Linked DNA regions of Gossypium hirsutum: region 2 is linked to region 1. The links are chromatin contacts, called in public Hi-C maps. All regions are on one chromosome and are shown on one strand. The core of a region is the stretch at or near the end of the contact, and the rest is flanking DNA. Distances in the headings are between cores, read along the strand shown.

Region 1 (2,700 bases), core at 138-2,637:
AAACCCTAAGTAGGTTGACTCTTGAAACTAATCCTCAGTGGAGACGCCAAACTATCATAATATGCTAGATTCGGGATCTAGCAAGCTAGGCACAAAAACTTAAAAAGTAAAGTCGCTACTAACTAATTTGAGTTAGGTTGATTAGCCACTTATCGTCTAAAGTTTTAAGACTAATCTTAAAGAAAATTCTTAAAAACTAAGACTCCGTCTCATACAAAAATCTACATTTAGGAGTACAGTTACTTACAAAGAAAGTTATAGCACCCCTGCAATGTCTATCTAAAGATAATCCTATAATATTCAAAAATTAGGGTTTCTAATCCACAAACTTTTAACTAAACTCCAAACAAATCTAAAAAAATTAATTAAACTAAAATCAACAACTAAATGTAACCTACTCAGACTTAAAATCTAAATCTATAAACACTTGCACCATGTTTGGTTGGGGGAATGGAATAACATTCCCCCTTATTCATTGAATGATAAACTATTCATTTGCTTGGTTGAACGTAATACTCCTTCAATGGAATAATCATTACTTCCCTATTACTTATCTCCCCGTAATAACTATTCATTGGTATCTTCCCTGCAACATTGAATAACAAAAAAAAAATTATTTTCCAGATTAGCCCTTTAAAACTTGGACTTAAAATATAAAAATAAAATATTTGAAATATTTGAATATAATTTAATGTAAAACTAAAAGAAATATTTTAATATAATTTAATATAAAGGAAGTCTAATTAATCATAAAAAATCTAAAAGAAGTCTAATTAACACTTAAAATTTAAATTTAAATTCTAATTGCTAAAGATCTAAGGAAATCTAATTATAACAAAATGAAAAATTTTAACATAAATTCTAAATGTCAGAAAATCTAAAGAAATTTAAATTCAGATTTGATAGAAACGGTTTGAAAAATCTTTTTATTTTTTTATGTTTTAACTCTAAATCTAATTTTTCAAATGAAAAGAACAGAACAGGGAAAAGAACGGAGAATAGAAAAAGCCACTAGAATGATCGGAGAGGAGCCTTCAAGCTCTTCTCATGCATGCATGCCCAGAACAGCCAAGGCGGACCTCACCTTCGATTTTCTTCTCTATTCTTCCCTGATTCTCTTTTTATTTTTCCGCTAACTAACGACTTTTGGCATTTTTGTATCTTTTTTCCTTAACCTATTCACTGACTTCCTTTTTTCTCTTTTGATGGTCCTATTTTATACTGATTTTTTAATATTGTTCTATCTTTGATCATTTCTGCTATTGTTGATTAATCAAGCTTTTATGATCCATTTTGCATGTGAACGAATTTATCAATCTGTTATTCTTTTTTGGTGTCTTCTGTTTGAAAAATGGGAATGGCTCGTGGGCATGTGTTCACACTGGTGGCTCTCTGTGGTGGTGGCAGCGGCTACCGTTCATAAACCCTAGTTGCCGACTGAAAGATGAATATGCTATCGGCTTGGGCTTAAAAACAATTGGACTGACAAAAATAAATAAATAAATAAACCTTGGATGTAAAATTAAAAACGGACTCAAAATTTAAGCAAAGATAAATTGGGTCGCACAAGTTTTTGACTTTTTTAAAATATTGGGCGGCAATTGAAATTCGGTCTAGGTTAAATTCCAAACACTGATTTTGGGCCTTACAAATTGTTAAAAAAGGTCTTTAGTCTTTTAACATTTAATTTGGGAAGCCCCAAAATAATTTTATTTTAAATTGTCTTTCTTTTATTATTTTAAACAAAATTTTAATTATTATTTATTTAAAAAACCATCTCCAATATCCACTCCATTAGAATAAATCAAATTAGAAATAATTAAAAATTAATTTCAATATAACTGAAATCAAATTTAATTAAATCTAACTTAATTCCATTTTAAATCTTTGAAAAACTAAGCTCCTTAATTCTAATTTTATAATTAAATTGATAACAATTTAATCTTAAGATCCTTCAAGTTCTGTTTCCTTTTCACCGAGCCGTTTTGAAAATTCAGTCATATAATTGTCCTTGTTGTTTAATAAGACAAGAAAAAAAATATTTAACAATGATTAGGTGTCTACATCTTTATACGTTCCTTATTACACAATTAATAATTTAGTGACTGTTATTCAAGTAGACAAATCTATCATTTGTATATGTGACATGGAACACTTGAATGTAACCCTAATATGAATGGTATGTGTGATTGAGTAACTATATGTTCAAATGATTTCTGCATATGATTCTTACCGTAATGTGCTTAGTGAATTAGTTAGGATATAATGGCATCTCAATAGGTATTTAGATGCATGCTTTGTTTAGATTATATAGTATGTTTGGGAATGTGATCTGATGCCTTTGGGATTTGAATTTCAGTGTACTCTTATGTGTTTGAAGGTTTTGCACTTACGTGTATTTTTTGTTGCCTTTTGGCTTTGCACTTGCATGCTTTTTAGTGTGGTTGGAGATATGCATTCATGTGCCCTATGCACATATTCGTTTTGTACATTTGTATTTTTTCAACAAATTGGTTTAAAAATTCATTGATTATTTAACATTTAACTAATACTAAGCGGTATTATGTGGTTGGATCGTAATATGAAAATATAACTTGCAGTAGATACTTGTAGTAGATAAACCTAAAGATGTCATTAATCTAATAGGAAATAAGCGTACCGATTGAAAGGCTAATGTGTTGTCTATCAAGTCCAATTGGA
Region 2 (2,700 bases), core at 95-2,594, 150 kb after region 1:
AGCCTTTTTTCTGATTTTTTTTATTCATCTTTTTTTTCAATTTTTTTCTAATTTGTTTTATTTGTCTTTTTTTTTCCAGTTTGAATCAGGTCCATCGAAAATCCCATGATATTCAACCTTGCTTTATTTGAGTCCATCAACAATTTCGTGACCCAAGGATGCTTTTAGTGAGAAAAGGTTCGATCGACCTTCATCTAATGCACCACCTTAATAACTAGAATCGTTGTCGCACCATGACAACCATCAACTTGTGCCCATCGTAATTGGCACCTCTTCCCCTAAAGGGTTCCCTTGACAACATAACCAATTAGAACCTATGACTATATAACCATTGTCAACTGAGAGCACTATTGTTACTTGAAATCGTGAACGCATAATTATCAATTAGGAAATAAAATCTGAAGGTGATATGCACTCCCCAAATGAAAAATGAAATACATCAGTGTCTGAGCTCTACCGAATCACCGTTAAATAAAACATACCTTCAAGCTATCAAAATTTCTAACTAAAACACAAACACAAAATCAAAAACAAAAAAAAATTTATTTTCTCCCCTTTTTTCAACACTTAATTTTTTTTTCATGTTCTCTCCCCTACGACTGATCACAAAAACTTCTCCCTTTTCTTAAAAAAAACCAACTACTTCAACATATATTGATCTTCCATCGGGTATGGACATATATAATCTTTTTAGCTACCACACAGCTTGATGGCACCAAAATATAAAAAAAATTTGGACACGGGTGCCGCCAATGAGATCGATGACAACAAAAAAATATATAGAATTTTTTCTGACACATTTTCCAATTGAAATGCTTTTTTTTTTAAAGATATATCTAGTGCCGCTAAAGAGAACGATTGCACCCATTCAAATATTATTTTTTCTTTTTTCTTTTTCTCCTAGAATATTCTTACTTTTAATAGGTATGTAAAAAAAATACATAACAAGGACCTTGTAATAATAACTTTTCTATGGGTTGGTCATGATTTGGTGTCGCCCAGTTGTCACCCATGAATTTTTTAAGTTACATGCAACACGAGTTCTCTCTAAATCTGTAAGTATTTATCTCGAGTTCGCACAAACTTATTTTAGCTGATTATTTATTGCATCTGCTATTTTAAACGAGAGATGTTCCTCCTACCAGGTACTTCCTTAATGAAAGCTGATTGTTTTTACTCTCAGTAATCACCAATTGGTGAGGAAAGCTGATTCAAGTAATGAAAGCTGTCCAAGGTCAGCATCAAAGGGGTTGGCAGGCCTTTAATTTTTGATAAATTTTAGTCAATAAATGGTAAGAAACATTTGTTTCGGCCCCACTCCAAAATTTTCAGTTTAATTCTGCCCACTCCCTATTTTTCTTGGTTCTTGTAACTGGATTCGTGACCATAAGATCTCTATCCTCTGCAAAAAGGTAGTAGAGCCTGTCAATATTAAATATGTATTTAAAGAAAAACCCCACCACCAACAACGACAAACCGTGAGAGCAGAAAGGGAACTCATTAATCATATTCATTTGTCTACATATACGTGCTGTTGCATGGATTTAAATTGCAATTTTCGTATCACTGTGATTTTGCAGGGTCAAGTTGATATAGTTCAATCTTCAAAGGTATGTTGTAAACATAGTGAGAACTTCAGTTGGATCAAATTTCAGTTTCCTTTTAATCTTTAATCATTTATGATGACATTCCTAGAGCGAGTTATAGGCCTTTAGCATAAGCTATCGACTTGGTTTCTGGGAAAAATTAAATGTTAGTGTTCAACTTTATTCTCCATGAACTTTGTTTGTTACTGTAATTTTTTTATTAAATTTTGTTTGTGCCTAATTTTCCTATTATGAACTATATTCTGAATAAAACCTGCTTAGCTGCTTATGAACCTTAGCTTTTCTCAAACTAGTCTAGTCTATGTCCTGGTAAGTATATATATATATCTCAAATCAAGGTCCTTTCATGATAAAATGTGAATCTTTTAAGATTCTCTGCATAGGAGCAATATCATTTTAGATTGTTCTTCAAAAGAGATTTAATTTTGACATAAAATAAAATATAGAAATGTAAAGGATCTGGAGCATTGATAATACCTTTTCTTTTTGCTGTATTTGCATCTTTAGTTCCAGAATACATGGAAGGTGAACCAGTTAATGTTAATGAGTTCCAAGAATTGGCTAGGCAAGCCCTTCCCAAAATATACTATGACTATTATAGTGGTGGAGCTGAGGATGAGTACACACTAAAACAAAATGTGGAAGCATTTCAAGGAATTACGTAAGCTGTTAAACGTGGTAATGAAAGTAATGTAGGTAGCAAGGTGAAAATTCTACCCATTTCTTTACTTCCATTCTCAGGATCCGGCCAAGAATACTTGTTGATATCAGCAGAATCGATTTGTCAACAACTGTTCTCGGCTACAAAATCTCAGCGCCCATTTTGATTGCTCCAAGTGCTAAGCATAAGTGGGCACACCCTGAAGGTTTGAATCTTCTTAGGCTGTCCTTTACTTCTTTTACTATTTCAAGTACCAATTTTACTATTTTCGTTGTGTGTTTCAACAGGTGAGGTTGCCACAGCCAGAGCAGCTGCTGCATGTGATACAATAATGGTACAAAAATAATATAGCTAGTTTTAGGTTCATTGGCTTGCCTAAATGTGAGTACTGAATTGTGTTATGAATGCAGATTTTATCCTACAGGTCTACCT

What was found. A called contact is a pair of places that touch in the nucleus more often than the background predicts.
Region 2: a contact with region 1 is called in a Hi-C map of leaf, with 1.9 times the contacts expected there. The contact joins the promoter of LOC107900597 here to the enhancer-like site in region 1. A contact is called at or near these places in 4 of 34 Hi-C or Micro-C datasets (callus and leaf).

The regions. Positions count from the first base shown.
Region 1 is chrD06:54,555,279-54,557,978 of Gossypium_hirsutum_v2.1, forward strand. No RefSeq gene overlaps it. Among protein-coding and RNA genes, the nearest start is that of LOC121218365, 5.5 kb to the left of the region's middle. Within about 2 kb of position 1,388, at least 6 of the 9 cell types and tissues checked have an H3K27ac peak or open chromatin away from gene starts, as enhancers often do. A contact at or near this core is called in leaf, where this site is marked.
Region 2 is chrD06:54,709,127-54,711,826 of Gossypium_hirsutum_v2.1, forward strand. It overlaps LOC107900597 (peroxisomal (S)-2-hydroxy-acid oxidase GLO4), which reads left to right and starts at 1,345. Exons shown (of 12, transcript XM_016826259.2): 1 at 1,345-1,610; 2 at 2,115-2,268; 3 at 2,349-2,473; 4 at 2,556-2,602; 5 at 2,679-2,700. The coding sequence starts at 2,126.